Regions from separate parts of the Capsicum annuum genome. Here region 1 is linked to region 2. The links are chromatin contacts, called in public Hi-C maps. All regions are on one chromosome and are shown on one strand. The core of a region is the stretch at or near the end of the contact, and the rest is flanking DNA. Distances in the headings are between cores, read along the strand shown.

Region 1 (4,409 bases), core at 1,353-3,852, 590 kb after region 2:
TGTCCAGTATGTTTATCAGCTAGCTTCAAGACTTGATGAGGGAATCTTTATGTAGAACCTAAATAGCTCTATATGGATCAGTTAGCTTCACTGCAGTTGCAGTGAATTTATACATCTTTTTTATGAAGCCTATTTTTTGAGTCTCTCTCCTGCATATTCGTGAGAAAGACCAATGTCTTCACTTATGGTTTTCATAACACTCATAGCTGCAGCTCTAACTCGATTATTTTCTGATAATTGTTGTTCTTCACAAGCCATATTAATTGGTTGTAAGGTCCTGCTGGAATTCTTTTCAGAGCCTGTTGAATAATCTTTATGGATTATTTCTTTAGTCCACCAGCATCTGTCTATTTTATTTCACAATAAAACTTATTCAGAACTAACATTGTGATAGGAATGTAGGAGTTTGTCACTACGGATTTGAACCAATAAAATTGTCCAGTTCTATCGCTAAAATAATATTTTAAACTGCTAATGCATTAGTAGAAGCTTGCTTACAAATTAACGTCGTCCTCTTTTTGCAGAAAATGATTGTGTTAATGATAGTGGACTCAATGATTATGGACAGTTAGGGGTGTCAGATGACAGAGATAATATAATTGTATGTTATCTAGACCTTTCTTGATACAGTTTTAGAATTTGGATAAGATTGGGATTTGAAAACATATCTTCATCTATCAAATGGTCATATTTTCTTTTTATCATACAATAAGTATGTAGTATTCGGATAGGATATAGCTTCATTAATTAGCTGGAAATATTTTTGAAGTCATGCATTACTTGTATAGAGCATATTTTTTAATCATACAATAAGTATGTAGTATTCAGATAGGATATAACTTCATTAATTAACTGAAAACATTTTTGAAATAATGAAGTAATTGTATAGCATCGATGGATGTCAAATGAACGAACTTAAAGGGAGTTCTAGGTCAGCAAACATGTTGAAAGTGAGAGTTTTGGAAAACTTATATGAAGCTGGTGACAATCATACAGTTCAAAAGTTGTTTAGTTAGATTTGGAGTCGAACAGAAGAACTTTACACAGAAGATGAAAAGACTTATTTCACAAGAAGGAGAAATGATCAAAATAGAGAAGTTGAAGAGTAAGGCAGAAATTTCAACCACGGCCAAAGAGGTTAGTTGAATAGAAAAGGCTAGGATTTTGTGGTTGAAGAAGAGAAACAACAGGAAAAACTTCCATAGGGACACTTCATTGACATAATTATTGTTGTGGGGAGGGAAGTAGATGACCTCGTGAAGATTAGAGAGAGATTGATTCTCCAACGAATTATGTTGGGAGAAGAGAGGAGTTGGAGATCCTTTCTTCAGCAACAACTATAATATATCCAGTGTAGTCCTACAAAGTGGGCTTTGGAGCAATCCATTTATTGAACTAAGGGAACAAGCTATATCTGCTCCCAAAAAGGCTTTTCGCAGCTTATAATAGTAGAAGTGTAGAACTAATTAAGTTGACAGTGTTATCCTCCTCTCTTTTTTGTGTGTGGGGATAATGAATCTTTTTTTCAATCTTAATCTCACATTCTTTATTTTATACAGCAGGTGTCAAATCTTATTTATCAAATTTAATCTCACATTCTCTACTTAATGTAGCAAGTCTTGGTCATATGGTTAATGTTTTATTTTTCTGAATTGTAATCTGTTTCATATTCTTTTAGGGATAATATGAAGGTTATCATATTTTCTTTGTAAGTATTGAGTGGTGCCAAAATTCCGACAATGTTTATGTTTTCTATACAAGCTAGATGACTTTTGGAACTTGTATTACTTCCTTCTTTATCCGTAACTTAAAAGCAACTCTTTGTGTTTCAGAGCTTGCTCAGACTTACAGAGCCTTCTTTCCCACCGTGTTGTCCAAAAGATGATGCTTCTTGGTAGAAGATGTCTGGGATGATCCCAACAACGGAGGAGTATGCAGAGATGGCTCAAGTTCATGCACTATATTTTTTAGATAGTGGCTGTCTGTTTCTGCTTGATTTCTCACCATAATAATGACCACCTCCGTACTCTTTCATATTTGCAAGTCATTAGCTCAACATCTTGTGATGTACATGAATTTTATGTACTGGCTCTCTTTCTTTTTATAATGTATGTATGTTTGCCCAGGAAGGAGTGCAAAAAGTTCAGGGCAAGAAAATCTGAAAATCTGCTGCAGGCAACACATGAATCTGATATAAAATTAAAATTAATTTCTTTAGAGCATGGCAAACCATATAAGTAAATGATATTGGTAATGGTTTTCGCATCGTTCAAACACATGAGGCAGTCATGGACAAGATATTTTCTTTGTCGTCCAGTAAGTTTCTCTGCCTTTACTCCTATTTCTGCTCGACTTTTCACCATAATAATGACAACTTCTATATTCTAATATTTGCAGATCACTAGCTCAGCACCTTACGATGTAATTAAATTGTATGGACTGACTCTTTTCTTTTTTCAAATGTGTGTACATATGTTTACCTAGGAAGAAGTGCAAGATGCGTATATCCAACTGGGACTTTGCTTTGCGCTTCAATCGCTGGATCAAATGAAAAATAAAAGCTCAAGTAATGCACTACAAGAATACCTGTGGTAGTTATGTGATGAGCCATCAGGCTCCTGATTTATAAATTTGTTAACCAGCTGCAGGACAAGGCCTGAGAGTATGCCATTGCTCTGGAAATGGAAGAGAGAACAAATGGTTTCCTTGATCAGATGGTGAATGATAGAGGCTCGAATGACACTACTATAATATTATGCATTGCATTTTTATAAGCTAAGAATCGGCTGACTGCATCAACTATAAGTTAAATTTTTACTGTCTGGTTTAATTTCTCCTAGAGTGAGGAACCCCCCCCCCCCCCCCCCCCCCCCAAAAAAAAAAATAAAAAAATGGGGGATGACTTATACTAGCAGTAATGATTGCATTTATAGGTGCTTTGTTTGCAAAATTCATGAATATAAAATATATCCCATGTATTAGGGATTGCATCTTATTAACACATTTAATCATGTTTAATGAAATCTAGCTATATGTAGGCCTTTTTATGTTACATTTTATTCTGTGTGTGAGAGTGCTACCATTACTTCTATTGCTTCTGATGTGCTAATTTGTTAGGATAATGTTGTGGCCTCTTCTGAAGCTAACCTTCTCAGTCCGTCAAATGAAAAAAAAAAATTGTTTGATTTGGCAACCTAATATATACAAATGAATCAACTAAAATGACAGTGTGTTGCAATTTAATTGAACTATTTAATTTTGCTACCTAGCAAATATTTAGGATTTTGTGATTTAGAACCACTAAAAATGATTTGAATGCTGTAAAAACAGATACAATTAAGGATAGAATATTTATCTTCAAACGAAACACACCAGAACACAAAACGTTGGCATGGTATTTATTTACTATATCACTCTTAATTAATTATTATAATTACTTTATGTATTAAAAAAATTAATAATATTTAATTAAATAATAAACATTTATGATAAATCTACTTCAGCTGCTTCAACTGTAATTTACTAAACATCACTCCTAATTAATTATATGTGTAATTTAAATATTAAAAAATTAATAATATTTAACAAAAAATAAAATAAAATAGACATAAAGTGATAAATTAACTTTTGATGTTATAAATTAACTTGACGTCTTATATGAGACCACTTAATTTTTTTTCACAAATATTTTTTGTAGTAATTTGGCTATATCACTTCTAATTGGTTATTGTAAGTCATTTAAAATATGTCTGCTTCGTTTCTTAAATCGTGAATTTACTTTACCACTCGTAATTAGTTATTATGACCATCTAAGAATTGTGCCACTCAAATTGACATTTGTGATTTATTACCTCACTTATAAGGGATGATAAACAGGTAGCAGATCTACATGTTGCTTGTGTTGCTTGCTTAGATATTTTCTTTTATATCTGTTTATTTTACTTTTCTTTTCAATATATTATATTTTTGAGAATTATGCAAAATTGTTAGAAATCATAATAATTAACAATTTAAAATAATTATAAAGATGTAAAAAATTTTGTTTGGCTCTCTAAATTTTATTACTGCCACATAAATGGAGACAAAACAAAATTTACTATAAATCATAATAATTAATAATTCAAAATATTTAAAAAATATGTAAAAAATTTAGTTAGTTCTAAAAAATTGTTCCAATACCACATAAATTGAGACAGATGATATAAAATATATTATTTAAAAATTACGTAAAAAGTATTATAAATCACAATAGTTAACCTAAAAATATTCTTTACGTTGGGCCTCTGTTAGGACAGGCCGCATCCCCCTAATTTTAGGTAGAAAAAAAAAGATTAACATAATTTTGTCAATTAAACATCTAGAATGTAAATTTTACTGCTGTTATAAATGTATTTACATTATAGTGAATG
Region 2 (4,575 bases), core at 184-2,683:
TGGTTTAGAAGTATCTGCAATTATCTGCTTACATCTTTTGCTCTTACCCTTAGTATACGACTTTATATCGATTCTTCACACTCGTTCTAGTCCTGGATGACCTTGGTGTTAATATCACTTCATTTATAGGACAAGCTGCCACCAACAGATTCTAGACTTAGACCTGATCAAAGGTGCTTGGAGAATGGCGAATATGACAGGGCCAACTCAGAAAAGCTACGTCTTGAAGAACGGCAGAGACAGGTAATCGTAACGGCCTATTGTTTGGGGGTTAAAGTTGAGATCATGAGCCGAGTAGGAAATGACTGGAGTTTCTTCTGTCCTTGTTTGTTGATTTATTTTTGAGGAGACAACCATATTGCAGTTTGTTTCCTGCCCTGGCTGCCATTGTTGCTCATATTTTTACCCACTACATTTTTCAACTAATGTTCTTAGAACTCCGAACAAGTCAGGGACTTTAAATGACTAGATGTTTAAATGAGATGGATTTGCATTCAACTAATACTGTAGGTGTTGGTTCTAAAAATGCAACAGAATGGCCTAAACCAGCATCATTTGTTACCTGGCTAGTTGAATAGAGGTGGCATAATATTGTTACTTGTTTGCATGCAGGCTCGGAAAATGCAGGAAAGGGGTTGGAAGCCACAGTGGTTTGCAAAAGACAAAGGGAGTGATGGTTACCACTACATTGGCGGTTATTGGGAGGCAAGGGAAAAGGGCAAGTGGGAGGCATGTCCTGATATTTTTGGTCATATCCCTTCTGATCAGATGTAATGACCGAGTGAGCTCTAGCCATTTCGGGCTTATTATTTCATTTTCTTCCAAATATTTTACATCTCATTATACAGCAGGGGAGAGGTTTACTGGTGCTGCAAATTGTCTTTGAAATATGTAAAGTACTTTTAATGCCTCCAAGTAATAAAGATTTCATTCTTTGTTGTTTTGGATCTTCCCGTTGATTACTTCTAAAAATATGAATTGCAATACGAAGGTAGTGTGTGTCTCAGGATTCAAAGACGATGCATATTCCTCATTGCTTTTAGCATACAGACTTCAACACTGGACACAAGCTCAGAGTAGGCGTGCCTTCGATCTGTTTGGACAGTTTTGGACTAATACAGAACCATTCAACTGTTTATCTAATTTGATTTCTAGGTATCCAACTATTGAAGATAAAAAAGAACTCAAAACAAATCTGTGTGCACATTACAATCTTCTCACCTACAAACAATAACTAGCAAGCTCCTCCACTATTTCTGCATGCTATATAGTGCATGTTCTGCGCGTGGATTCCTTGGAGGAGGAGGAGGAAGACCATTAAGTCATGTTAGTTTATGGCTTGGGTTATAAGTATACTTAACAGAGATTTCTCAAGCAGAATATAAAGCCTTCTACAGTATATGAGAGCCGAGAGACGACTGAAGGAAATTACTAGCAAAGCCTATGGCAAATTCCTATACTACCAAAATCTATATGGGATTATAAGGATACTTGACAGAGGTTTCTCAAGCAGGATATAAAGCCTTCAAAAGTATATGAGAGCTAAGAGACGATTAAAGGATTCTGCTAGCAAAACCTATGGCGAATTCCTATACTACCAAAATCTGGAGAGTGAAAGGAAGAATGAAATGTATAACTAGTACAGCTAAAATAAAATAGATTAGGTTAAGAGTTTTAAAGACAATTCCCTGCGCAATTCATGATTGTAGATAGTGAGTTGAAAGAGGGATGTACTTACTTAATTTGACCAATTTCTCAAGATAAATTTCTACACAACAATACAATACAAAAACCATTGGATACACTTGCAAATCAATTGGGTCTGCTAAAGAATGTCACTCAATGTATGAGGAATGAGGTGCTACAAGTGGCTTACCAAGCTATTTATTGTTTATATAAAGGAGTAAAAAAGGTGCTATAAGTACAAAGAGGGTTGCTCAAAGTTGCACAAACTATTGTGATGTATAAGTTGATAGAAGGGTAATAGAGCTTGATCATAAAAGACATCACAGGGGGCGATGAAGTAGATTTGGAATATTTGTGCTTGCAAGATTTACAACAGAACTTATACTTTTGCTGTAATCAAGATTCTTGAAAATTTATACGAACAGAAACCTGTTGTGATCACATAAATTTTAAATATATTAGTCCAAACAAATATTATGAAGTGATATAATTGAATGAATTATTAAGTTCAAGAAATACGGATTCAATTCAAACCCAATTCTTATTGCGCTAATCCATTGATTTGAACTACAAATTCTGAGTTCATTTTGTTAACCCAAGATGCCATCATGTTTTAGAAGCCCAATTGAGCGCCACATGTCAAATGACGTGGCATGCCAAGTAGTCAAGTTAAGTGAAGAAGCCAATAGGATCGTGCCACATATCAAAATGATGCAGCAAGCCAAGTGAAATCAAAAGCCCATAAAAATGCGTCATGTCACTTAAATCTGATTGATCAAAAGAAATTCACCTTAAAAAGAAATTCTCCTTCACCATGACTCTTTTCTTCCTACAACTATAAATAGGGGTCTTATAATTTAGAAAAAAGAACCAACAATTCTAATAAGAAGCTAGAGAAAGCTCGCGGATCAAACAACACAGGTTTTTCTACAAATTCAAGCATTCAAGATCAGTTCCTCAAGATTCAAGATCAAGACCACAAGATTTAAGAACAAGCTTGAAGACCCTTGAATTCAAGTACAAGTCAAGATCAAGTCCATCAAATTCACAAATCAAGATCCAATTTCTCAAGATTAAAGATCAAGACCACAAGATTCAAGATCAATCTCAAAAGCCCTTGAATTCAAGTATAATTCAAAATCAAGCTTAGCAAATCCACAAATCAAGTTCAAATTCAAGATCAAGCTCGAAACCCTTGAATTTATATTTGAAAAGGGGAATTAGAGGAGTCACAGATATTGTAACACTCACATATTGAAATTCATAAAATAATTATTGCAATATTTTTCTTGTTTCGATATTATTTTCTTGATTAGAATTTTACTGTAACAAATTCCGGCACACCCAATGGGATAATCTCTACCTATCATCTCAACTTTTCTGACATCAAAATCTTAGAACACTAAAATTACTTCCAAGAAGGTCAATTCTCAATCAACTGCCCCCAAGGTTGTTGATTTCTAATTCTCTGCTGAAGTAGAAAGCATCTTTGGTGTTACTTTTGGAAGCTTTGGAGCTATCACAAGGAGAAAGGCCAACATACTAGGACAATAAACATATAAAGTGTTGTCTGCACTAACTCCAATTTTCATATCTTCAAGCTTAAAAGAAGCGAGGTACCATACAAATGCTTCAGAAGAAGAAAGCAATGTGGTAGAGACACTTAAGAAGACTCTAGCTCTACTTGTGCACTCTGGTTCAAAATACTTTGGCACAAAGAATGATGATCGTTTAACCAATGATTTATCTCCACTTACACTGAATAAGCTGAGCACTTTGAAGATCAACTTACGCGACAATCCATGTTACTCTCCAACGTCTTTAGTGATCATGTAAGCAATGGTAACTGACGCCTCATCTATAAAGGAGCATCTTGCAAACCTGAAAAAGGCAATTGAGGTTTTGATCAAATATATGCAAAATCAAGATGCTTAGATTAATAAGTTGGAGGATAGGATGGATGGATTAATAATGGGGATTCTAACTATGCACCCGGGGAAGATCCAGAAGTTCATGACATAGATCATCCTATAAAACAAACACCACCAGCTAAGGAGGTACAAGTTTCATCTGAGGGAATGATTCCGATTGATCAATTGAATGAGTTTATTAAAGGGGACCTCAAATACAAGTATGATAATGCGACTAAGTCTTAACTGACATACGCCAAGCCCTACACTGTAAGATTAATAGCCTCAAAATTCTTGTCGGTTATCAACCCCCAAATTTTAATAATTTGAGGGCAAAGGCACTCCAAAGCAACATGTCGGATAGTTTTTAAGACATGTAATAATGTAAAAATCTCTGGGGACTATCTTATCAACCAATTTGTCTGTTCCTTAAAGGGAAACACCTTCGATTGGTATACATACCTTGAGCCTAATTCCATCGATAGTTAAGAGCAATTGGAGCATGAGTTCTTGAATCACTTCTACAGCACAAGGCGTACAGTGAGCATGGTAGAGCCAATAAATACTAAAAAAAAAGGATGAGCCAGTCATTGACTTTATTCATCAATGGAAAAGTGTGAGCCTAAACTACAAAGATAGGCTCATCAAAAATTCTGCAATTGAGATGTGCATCCAAGGAATTCACTGGTAACTTCTCTATATCTTGCAAGGTATTAAAAAAAATCCTTTGAGGAGTTAGCTACTCATACTCACGACATGGAATTGAGCATGTTTTCTGCCAAAAAAGGAGTAGCGCCTATCCATGACCCTCGAAAGAGAAAAAATAAAAAGTAACCAGGAAGATGGAGTAAGTTTAACCTTAAAGGAGACAACAAGGAATCCATGAATGTCAATGTTTCTCTTGTAAAGTTCACCACAAAGGTGAGGAAAAAACAAAATGCGAAGATAACTTCTCGATTATATCTAAATCAGAAGTTGA

What was found. Hi-C and Micro-C count contacts between places; a contact is called where the count stands out from the background.
Region 1: a contact with region 2 is called in a Hi-C map of leaf, with 2.5 times the contacts expected there. The contact joins two enhancer-like sites. A contact is called at or near these places in 2 of 5 Hi-C or Micro-C datasets (leaf and placenta).

Annotation. Positions count from the first base shown.
Region 1 is chr4:71,366,924-71,371,332 of UCD10Xv1.1, forward strand. It overlaps LOC107867988 (a long non-coding RNA gene), which reads left to right. Exons shown (of 6, transcript XR_001673506.2): 4 at 525-601; 5 at 1,833-2,316; 6 at 2,485-3,008. Among protein-coding and RNA genes, the nearest start is that of LOC107867988, 4.5 kb to the left of the region's middle. Within about 2 kb of position 2,603, at least 2 of the 5 cell types and tissues checked have an H3K27ac peak or open chromatin away from gene starts, as enhancers often do. A contact at or near this core is called in leaf, where this site is marked.
Region 2 is chr4:70,779,973-70,784,547 of UCD10Xv1.1, forward strand. It overlaps LOC107867982 (oxysterol-binding protein-related protein 1C), which reads left to right. Exons shown (of 9, transcript XM_016714511.2): 9 at 613-940. The coding sequence ends at 774. Among protein-coding and RNA genes, the nearest start is that of LOC107867982, 11 kb to the left of the region's middle. Within about 2 kb of position 1,434, at least 4 of the 5 cell types and tissues checked have an H3K27ac peak or open chromatin away from gene starts, as enhancers often do. A contact at or near this core is called in leaf, where this site is marked.